Regions from separate parts of the Sus scrofa genome. Here region 1 is linked to region 2. The links are chromatin contacts, called in public HiChIP or PLAC-seq maps. All regions are on one chromosome and are shown on one strand. Each heading gives the region's core, a stretch centred on a gene start, on an enhancer-like site or on the middle of the called end of the contact. The rest is flanking DNA. Distances are from core to core; before and after follow the strand shown. Region 1 overlaps SVIL (supervillin). Region 2 has its middle 130 kb from the start of SVIL.

Region 1 (5,654 bases), core at 600-3,099, 330 kb before region 2:
AAAACAGAGGGAAAGTCCCTGAAAAGTCTCCCAAGGCTGACCTGGAAATTCTCTGACTATAAGAGATATATTAACAATAACAATAGACGATTTGCTCCTCTTGGTAAGGGAACCCATTCTTCTGCTCAGTGAAAATCATTTAAATTGCAATTAACCAAAAAAAATTACAGTCTTGTCTGGACAGTAATTTTCTATTATAACATCTGACTTAAGAATAGATATTATAGAATTAGGAATAGATTTTGCAGAAGGAATTGCTTTTCTTCATTGTTAAACAGTAACAAGAAAGTAACAAGAAAAACCTGCTTCTTTGATTCAAATCAGCTGCATTGATACGGGTCACTTCACAGCTCTCTAACTCTCAAAAATAAGGGAAAGCTCTGCAAAAATCTCAACTAGTTTTAATTATATTCACGGGAGGAAACCTGCAGAAAAGAAAGCAATAGCTTCCATAATCTCATTCTCTCCAAAAGCAAACATCTGATTATCTAAATTTAATCTGGGTGGAAGATAAAGACGAAAAAGACAAAGAGATACTTGCCCTCCGCAGCTGGCATTTCTGAATGTGACGTCGACCTAGGAAAGACATTAGCAAAAAAATAACAAACCGTGAGCTGGTGGGAGTGGAAGACCCAAGGAAAGCATCACATGAAAAGTAAAAATAAAAGTGCAATTAAAGCCTCTTAAAGAATATCCTCCTGGTGGCGATTCTAGTTGTGAATATGCACGACACACAGCAATGACGGACTCTGTGGGGTATGTGTGCACACAGCCCAGCCAGGTGTTCACCTCAAGACACACCAGGACTTATCAATAAGTTTGACTTATTAAACACAACTGATAATAATGGACGAACCCCTTCATTTTTATGCATTAGCCTATGACACAATAAAAACGCACAAACAGTGATAGAATGAACATAAAAGCCCTTAAAATGATTTTCACTGTAAAATCTGGTGGACAGTCAGTCCAGATTCTAATTTAACAGGAGCATAAGAATTTAAGAACATTAAATGAACAATGCTGCTCACTCCTTACCATCTGAGTGCGATCTGAAACCGTAGGGTGGGGAAAAAAAGAAGGGATATATGTATACGGATAAGTGATTCACTGCTGTAAACCTGAAACTAATACAACACCGTTAAGTCAACGATACTCCCACAAAATGAAAAAAACACTGTACCGTGATATTTTCACGAATCTTTAAATAAACACATTTCTAAGAGCCAAGTAACGTTATCTCCTTGTTGCATAGACGGAATTATGGAATCATCACATCCCACTGAAACCGCATCAGGACAGCCCCTGGGGTGGACATCCGGTAGGATTTAAGCTCCTGGACTCACAAACTTCACAGACACGTGCCTACCTATCCGTCTCCTTTCGTTCTGCTGAGGTTATGGGCTGGGTTCTAAATCTCTCAGAAGTCTTTCTACTTTCACCAGGAGAGAAATAGCGTCTCGGTTTCCGGGGCCCTCTCTCCCGCTCCACACCGGTAGGCAAGCCAACTCCTTTGCTTGACCTCTCAACCCGGGGATGGCTTTTAGGACGGTGGGGAGAAAGTAGACAGAAGGGAGATGGGGCGGGGTCAGAGAGAAGGAATAAAGCAAAGGTTTAGGCATCTCAGCGGGTCAAGGCATGGACACCGCCCAACCCCAACACATGCCTCTCCCATGCAGGCCGGGAGGTGGAACATTCCAGAAACCCCACACTCCAGAGCTCCCCATTAGTAGGCGAAGCAGAGTGGTAGTCATGGAGCCATGTCTGTAGGGTCTGCCCTGTACACACTGGTGAGCTAAGCTATTAGACTTGAAGCAGGACACCACACACGACGACGACGAGTGAATAACTCAGTAACTCTGCCAAGGACGTGCAAGTGATACAAGGGGAGGGACACGTTCAATATCACCTACAGTTCAGGTTTCTTGCTGGCACTGGCTGACTCCAAGAAGGCGTTACGCAGCTGGGCGACAGAGACCTTGGTGTCTAGCTGGCCCATCTCCAGCTCAGCCTTGGACCTCTGCGGCTCTGGGTCTGGCTTGGACACCACGGCCTTGGCCTTCAGGGCCTGAAGCTGAGGGGGGCCCGTGTAGTCAGACAGGGAGCGGGTGAGGACCTTGTGCTTCCTGGTGGGCGCCTCCTTCTTGGGACCTTGGGGTCCAGACTCGCTCTGCACGTACACCACCATCTCGCTCCTACCGGTCCTCTCCGGCGGCGGCGGTGGCGAGTGCTGAGCGGGAGGTGGGCGGACCAGGCTTTCTGGTTCGTTCCGCGTTTCCAAGGTGACGGTGCTTCTCATTGGTTCATTCATGTCCCCGGCTCCAGGCCGGTCCTCCCGGCTTCTCCCGAGGCCATGATCCTCCAAAGCTACAAGCGTTTTCCCACCTTTCTTGAGACCTTCCGAAAAGGGCACCTCTTCTTCTCCTTTTGATTCACTGATATGGAGAGCTGCGGTAACGCTCTGCTCGCCTTCTAGAACCTTCGAGGCGGGAGGTTCTGTGACATCACGAGCGGCTGGCCCCACCCAGCCGGACTCAGGGATGTGTGCGGGGGTGTCCGACGTCACCAGCGTGATGGTGTGAATGGTATCGGCCGGCTGGACGTAGCCTCGGATGGGCTGTCGGGCCGAGCCGGCCACCCTGCCCGAGACCCTCTCGAAGGCGGAGTTTTCCGACTGAAAGGCCAGCGGATGGCCTGGTGCTGGCTGGTGTCTCCTCTGAGTTAGGGACTCCGAGGCCAGTTCGGGGCTGCTCCGAGCGCTCTCCTCTCTCACCAATTTTTCTCTAACTTTAACTCTTTAAGAAAGAAAAGGGTTTTAAGTGGCCGAGTGGAATAACTGCTTAAAGGGGAAGAGAGCACGGGTGTGCAGATCAGAGATGCTCAGAGAACGGAAAAGCATTTTGGAGGGGGGAGGGGGAAGGGGGGGGCCGTCAGGGTCCGAAACCACTGGCACTTGCCAGAGAAAGGACTCTGAGATTCCAAATGCACACACATTATCCATGTAAGTGAGGCCGAAGTCACTCTGTCTGCTGTAAAGCTAAGAGGGTTCACATGCTACCCTGGAACAGATGCCTTCCGACTAAATGAATATTCAGAAGCCACAGAGGACTTCATTAATATGCACCACCCCTATGCATAAGGGTGGCTCTGAATCAGTAAGCGTTCCACATATATGGCCTCTTCTATGGACTGGGGTGGGTGTTGGGGGGTCGTTTCCAGGCAGGGATGCTGTTTATAGACCAAATGTAATTTCACTGTCTCCTGGAAATAGCAGAACATTCGCGATTATTGTTATTTTTTCTTGAGCTCAAGATACTACAAAGGATCACCCCTTTTCAAGCATTCAACGAAATGGTCACAAGCTTTTTCATGCCATGCAGGCTCCATTCATTCAGAAAACGTGTGACCAGTTAAGACATCACTTCTCACAAGTCAAGCACTAAGAAGAATGTTAGTGGAAAGATCTCTGTTGAAAGGTTAATGTGCTGAATTATTTTCTCCCCTCTGGAACTGCCATTAGGCCCTCAGGGAAAAACTCATCTAAAAAGACAGGGCTCTTGGTTGTTTCTAGAACTATCTATCTGAGAGCAAAACTGAAATCCATCATCAAAGCAACTGAACTTTCCTTTTTCTTTTCTGTCTTTTTGGGGCCACACTCACAGCATATGGAGGTTCCTAGGCCGACACCACATCCGCAGCCACAGCAACTCAGGATCCAAGCTGAGTTTGTGACCTACACCACAGTTCATGGCAATGCCAGGTCCTTAACCCACTGAGCAAGGCCAGGGATCAAACCTACATCCTCATGGATGCTAGTCGGGTTCATTAAATGCTGAGCCACGACAGGAACTCTGACCTTTTCTTATTACTGCAGAAGCAAATTGGCCAGGAGCTCCAGCTGTGGGTCCCAGGAGACCTCTTTTTAAAGCCTGACTTGGCCAGTTGGAGCTGTGTGGTCTCAGGTAACCTACCTGCCTCAGCTGCTTTACCTTTCAAATGGAAGTAATTGTGGCAAGATGGACTGGGTGATGTTGGCAAGGCACAGGGTTTAGAGCTTAGCAAAGAGTAAGGTTCAGTGGTGCAAACTCATTATTATTTTTACTTTTTAAAAAGTATCACCTAGTGAAGAAGGTGAAACCATTCAAACTGCTGAAAAATGGATTACTGATGGGAGATGATCTTTAAAAAATACAGAATGCTTTTGAAGTGGGAAAAGTGCTTTCTTGGGGAATGTAAAACCTTCATTTACATAAGATTAGTCAACAAAAATAATTGCTCCTGAGATTCACTTTTTTGGAAGGGACTATTTCCTTAAAGGACAAAGACCCCCTGCAAAGTTTGATATAAAACACCTCCATGGTTTTTTTTAAACATAAGATGCAGGATAGCTACGTATATTTTATCAAAGAAAAATGAAGGACACAGAAAAGGCAGTTACTATGAACAATTCCAGGGATAAAAAGCATTCTGAGTTGTTATTTTTCCCAGCGGCTAGCCAGTGTTGGAGGTTTTCATATTTATAAGCTTTGCTAATCAAAAGGCAGCTGAAATGTGGTTCAAGTTCTCCTGTGGAATGTGTCCTTCTCATCAGAGACAATCTGAATGTTGTCCTCAGCCAAGAACAAAGTGACCGTTAGAAACTCAATATATGGGTGCTTTGTCCTGCCAATGACTTATTCATTCTTACTCTTTCCGCCTCTCCCTGCCCCCAACCTTAAAAATGAACCCGATAAGGGGTTTTGCCTGCTTTTAAAACCACGTGCCCTACACGGAGCTGTGACACGTGAACAGCGGGTTGGGAAACCGGCAACCTAGGATGCTAGCTGGTTCCCCTGAGTCAGGAGAGCCCCCGCAGAGATGCTGTTACCTCCTCGCTACTGCCCCCTGCAGGCAGCACGTGGGTGGCGAGAAAGGAGGAAAGGGGTGCAGACAAGAGGCTTTCACAAAGAGAAGCGAAGGTAAATACTATTAGCAGGGGTTAGGGCAGCAGCAGGAGAAAAGCAAAACTGTTCAAAAAGTAACTTGCAGTGGCCCCTGTGAACACGTGGCTTCCAAGAGCCCTGCTACTAAAAAGGAGGCCAAGAAGGGTTAGTTTTGGTGCAAGTCAGCCGAGGGGGAGGTGCAGCTTGGGAGGTACCTGGAAGGCCAGTTGATAAGAGAAGGTGTGTCCCCTTCGGAATCTTTCTGGAGAAACCACTCATATGTGGGTTTCCCGGGACTATTGTGTACAAAAAACAAAACTTTAGTTTGATGTCTATGATGTTGCTGCTATACACACAGACTTCATTTTTAAAAATTTTTTGGCCACCCTGTGGTATATGGAGCTCCCAGGCCAGGGATCAGATCCGAGTCACAGTCAGGAACCAAGCTGTGGCTGCAGCAATGCCAGATCCTTAACCCACTGAGCAAGGCCAGGGATTGAACCCACATCCCAATGCTCCCAAGATACTGCCAAGCCCATTGCGCCATGGCGGGAGCTCCAAGACTGAATTGTTATACCTTAAAACCCTGAAGGCTGATTTTTTTTTTTCTTTTTATGGCTGCACCTGTGGCATGTGGAAGTTCCTGGACTAGGGCTTGAATCTGAGCTTCAGTGGTGACCTACACCACAGCCACACTGGGTACTTAACCCACTAAGCAAGCTCAGGGATCAA
Region 2 (4,935 bases), core at 2,394-4,893:
TACCCACTTCTGGCTTTATTAGTTCAGAAGACTTGGGAATATACATCCAAGGGAATTGGCATTGGGTAATATCTTGAGGGCAGGATACGAAGCCAGCGGATCATCTGCAGCTTTCAAAGTTCACTGTGGCCACGTTTTGAAGGGTGGCTGCCGGGATGGAGGCTGTTACAGTAATCCAGCCGAGAAATTACAACGAGGTCAATCACTGCACTGGCATTGGGAAAAGACAGGAGAAGGCATTGTTCCAGACAGTTAAAAGACAATATTTCTAGTAATCAATGATAGATTGGAAGTCAAGGAGGAATTTAAAAGTGATTTCAAATTTCTGCTGTGGGCAACTGGGAGAATTAGAATTCTTCCCTGCTGAGATGCAAAAAAAGGCAGATTTATGGGAAGAAGTTACCTATTTTTTTTTTTTTTGGTCTTTTTTTGGGGGGGGGGCAGCACCCATGGCATATGGAAGTTCCCAGGCTAGAGGCAAACTTGCAGCCCAGAGAAATGATGTGCAGAGTTCCTTCTGTGGCACAGCATGTTAATGATTTGGCCTGTCTCTGCTGATCCCTAACTGGCACAGTGGGTTAAGAAGATCCAGTGGTGTTGCTGCAGCTGTGGTTGCACTGAAAACTGTGCAGATTGTAGCTCCAGCTAGGATTCTATCCCATGCCTGGGAACTTCCATATGTCATGGGGCAGCCAAAACAAGGGAAAAAAAAAAAAACAAAAAAAAAACTGATATAGAGGATTCAGAGGTGTCTGTTGATTGGTTATCTGATCTTGATTGAGCTTCCTATTGTGCTGCAGTTTAACATCAATAAAATGAGCACAAGAAAATGCACACCCCAGAAATGTGAACAGGCCCACCAGTGCTTCAGTGATCCAACCCAAAGAGATACATGAAGCAGGGATTTTTATCTAGTTTATATACTACTATGTTCTAAGGGCCTAGTATTGTGTTTGGTACACAATAAACATTCGGTAAATATTTGAATTCCTTAAGTAAATAACACACGTCTAACCTTTGAAAATTTTCATAGAGGTGAGGTTTTCAGCCTGCATTCCTAAATAGGTCATGTGTGAAAAGAAAGACATGAAGATCAATTTCAGGGCAAGTTGTAAAAACTGCCTGCTGACCTTTCCCATACTGACTGGGGAGACATCGAAATATTGGCCCCATTACTGCTGAGATCTCTTGGGCAATGTCCCACAGACCTTGCAATCCAGCCACCAATTGAATTTGCTGACCTTTCCTATAATTTTTTGGTGTTGGTCATTTCTCAAGCAAATAAGCTTGCTTTGGCTATTGCATCAGATGAAAGCAAGCTTCGTAAAATCCCAGTGAAATGAATTTTGAAGGCTTATTAATTTGAATTGTAAGACCTCTTGAACCTTACTGAGAAGAATCAAAATGCCATGCCCTATTTGCCTGTTGCCACATGAACAGGATGAAGAAATTCAGCTTCATTTAGCACATCCCAAGGCTGATGCTAGAAGTAATTTCCTGCTGGCAGTGGCATCTGACAGCAAGAGTGAACAAAATTCCTCAGTGCAGCATGGATGGTGTTGAATTTCATGCATGATTTTGCTAAAAGACAGCGTTCCTTTCCATAGGAAGATTTCAGTGAATAGCAACAGGAGGTCTAACATCCTTCTAGAGCCAAAGAAATTTTGAGGTCGTGCTCTTGACTCTCAGGCTTAATGTAGGGGGAGAGAAACATACAGCCACAAACTCCTAGAAGAAGAAAAAGAAAAAGATCCATGTGGAGAGAGCTAATCAAGTAGAAAAGGGACACAGAAGGATGCTGCTCCTTGTAACTGAAGCTTGAAAAAACATCACCAAGAAGTTACTACCTGAATTGTGTCTTTTTTGTTTGTCTGTTTGTTTTTTAGGGCCGCAACCATGGCACATGGAAGTTCCAGGCTAAGGGTTGAATCGGAGCTACAGATGCTGGCCTGCACCATGGCCACAGCAATGTGGGATCTGAGTTGCATCTGTGACCTACACCACAGCTTATAGTAAGGCTGGATCCTTAACCCACTGAGTGAGGCCAGGGATCAAACTTGCATCCTCATGAATACTGGTCAGGTTTTTTTTTTTTTTTTTTTTTTTAATGCTGAGCCACAACAGGAAATCCTCTGAATTGTGTCTTGAAGACTAACTTCTGATGGAGGGGTTGTGAGGGAAGGGCATTCCAGACACAGTACAAATCCTATAGTCTGGAAACCAATTGAGGCTGACTGCAGGGTGCCAATGACTAATGTGATGAACAGTGGGATGGGTAATGAGAATGCACAGGTGGTCCTGGGAATGAAAGCCTTCCAGACCCTTTACTATATGGACTTGGTCTCTGCATTAGAACTTCTCTTCCTTAGGTCTCACATTATATCTCATGTCCAAAGTCTCCAACTAAATTTTAAACTACTCAAGGTCAAATACAAAACCACCTAGAGGGGAGTTCCCTTCATGACCCAACAGTTGGTCAGACCCAACTGACCAAGATCCATGAGGATGCAGGTTCGATCCCTGGCCTCGATCAGTGGGTTAAGAATCAGGCATTGCCCTGAGGTGCGGTGTAGGTCACAGACATGGCTCGGATCCCTCATGGCTGTGGCTGTGGCTGGCAGCTGCAGCTCCAATTGGACACCTACCTTGGGAACCTCCATGTGCCAAAAGTGTGGCCCTAAAAAAGAAAAAAAAAGTGAAAATAAAAAAAAACAAAAACAAAAAACTAGAGAGAGGAGGAGGGGGAGGAAGGGAGAAGAAAGAGCTGAAAGCCCTCCAGGAATCAGTAAAACACTACTGCAAAGTGCAGGCTTCCAGTCCACCAATCTGGGTTTGAATCCCAATTCTGTCACTTTAACCATGGGATCTCACGAAGCTCATTTCCTCCTACGTGCTCGATGAAGTTTCTGGCTTCTTGCACCGCCTCCTGGCACTAAAGTTCATGGCTTTTTGGGAGAATCATACGGTCTTCTTCTTGAAGGTGATTGTGCTGATGGGCGGGCTGATGGGAGGGCAGAATGCACGCCTCCTAACCCAGCATCTGGTCTAAGGTTGCAGTAAGTGCCCAATAACCACTCTTGGCTTAGAGATCAGCAGGGAGAACGGGGCAGGAAGCAGTGACTGGGAGCCAAAAAAGGAAGGAAATGGCCAAAATATCAGCAGAATAGACGCAGGAATTGACCCTGAGCCTGGACCCCTTAGGTGCCTGGTCCGTTGGCAAGTGCGATCCAAGCAGAAAGAGCTGGCTTTTGCTACCTGGGGAGACAGGAAAACTGCTTCTGAAATTAAAGGGCAGCGCTGCTAAGAACAGTAGGAATAAGAGAGTGTGATTTACACAAAGGTCTCCAGCCCCTGTGGGGAGTGCCAGCCGCCCCCCCGGGTATAGTCCTCGTGGCTGGACTACTTTCTTTCTCTGAGGCAAATAGGTGATGGTTGAGTCCTTTTTAAAGCTTTTTCTTTCCTTCCATGGAGCACATCCACCTCCATCTTGACTCACAGGCTCCCCCAGAAGTGTCTGGCCCTCTTGGAATGTCTGTAACCATTCCAACCATCCCAGCTGTCGCTTCCAAGCACCACTATTTTTGCTAACAAGGGTCAGAGGGCCTGAGGCCTCTTTCACGTTGGGTAGGCACCCTAGTGCTGGTTGCACAGCCGCGGGGAGCTGAGTCAGGCTCATGTGGAACCATGTGTGTACGTGTGTGCACGTGTTTGTTGGGGTGGGTGGTGGTTGTGGGAGGGGGGCTTCAAGGTAGCTTGGAGGGAAGATTTTTTTTTTTCTTCTTTTTTTGGCCTCCCCTGCAGCACATGGAGTTCCCAGGCCAGGGATCAGATCCAAGCCGCAGTTGCCGCCTGTGTCACAGCTGCAGCAGCCCCACATCCTTTAACCCACTGTGCTCTGGGATGGAACCTGCATTCGGGCATTGCAGAGATGCCACTGATCCCTTTGCACCAGAGCAGGAACTCCTGGAGGGGAGAGATGTTTGCCTTTAAAAAGCATTTCTGGGAGTTCCCGCTGTGGGGAAAGGGATCGGTGGTGTCTCTAGGACGTAGGTTCGATCCCGGATCTGGCACAGTGGGTTAAGGATCCAGCGTTGCTGCAGCTGCAGCTTAGGTCACGACTGCGGCTTGGATCAGATCCTTGGCCCTGGGACTCCATGTATCTTGGGGCAGCCAAAAAGATTTAAAAAAAAAAAAAAAAGCTTTTCTGGTCCATAAGTAAAATGTCTCCACTTTTTTCCTCTTTGTCTCTCTGACCCAGTGTAACTTTTTTTTCCAATTGATCTCAACCAGGAAGGCTGAGTTTTAAATGTACATATTTATTTCCGGACAAATTCCTCTACGGATGCATCCTAGCAGCTTCGAGAAGGCAGGTTATATAGCTAAGGCACTGTTTCTGGGGAGGAAGGTGGCACAGTGCAGACATGGCTGTGAATTGAGGTGATGGGGCATGTGTGGGTGTGGCTGTGCTAACGTCTTCCTTCCCCTTCCCCTTCCAGAAGTTTCTAAATCTGTACCTCCTCAGAACCAAGATAGAGGAGGGTGTGGCAGACACACACACACACACCCTCAACATGTCTTCTTTCAGAAATTTCCAGCACGGCGCTGCTATTTTTAAAAGGCACAGGGAACTTGTGTGGTGGTTGAACAATGCAGGGAGCTATTTGTGCCTAGTCCCGGTTTAACACTGGCCGGCCCAGGATTCCAGCATTTTCGACTTCAGTAGGAAAGTAGCGCCCAACCATTAAACACATGCCCCCTAAGGCTGGGGAGGGCTCTAGCTGCAGGTGGTAGAGCCCATGGGGGATTACCACCCGGCTGTGGGTTCCTGCTGACAGTTAGGAAAAGGAATCAGGAGACGACCCCTGGGAGAGACACCCTCAGGGTTCATGACGCCATGGAACAGCGTTTGTCCCTGTCCTGTTTCCTGCTTCTCCT

Evidence for each region. HiChIP or PLAC-seq counts read pairs in DNA pulled down with a chosen protein or histone mark.
Region 1: a contact with region 2 is called in an H3K27ac HiChIP or PLAC-seq map of skeletal muscle. The contact joins two enhancer-like sites. A contact is called at or near these places in 2 of 2 datasets of contacts at active chromatin or transcription factors (alveolar macrophages and skeletal muscle).

The regions. Positions count from the first base shown.
Region 1 is chr10:41,377,141-41,382,794 of Sscrofa11.1, reverse strand. SVIL (supervillin) reads right to left here. Exons shown (of 36, transcript XM_021064788.1): 9 at 542-576. Among named protein-coding and RNA genes, the nearest start is that of SVIL, 200 kb to the right of the region's middle. Within about 2 kb of position 1,849, at least 4 of the 83 cell types and tissues checked have an H3K27ac peak or open chromatin away from gene starts, as enhancers often do. A contact at or near this core is called in skeletal muscle, where this site is marked.
Region 2 is chr10:41,048,554-41,053,488 of Sscrofa11.1, reverse strand. No RefSeq gene overlaps it. Among named protein-coding and RNA genes, the nearest start is that of SVIL, 130 kb to the left of the region's middle. Within about 2 kb of position 3,643, at least 11 of the 83 cell types and tissues checked have an H3K27ac peak or open chromatin away from gene starts, as enhancers often do. A contact at or near this core is called in skeletal muscle, where this site is marked.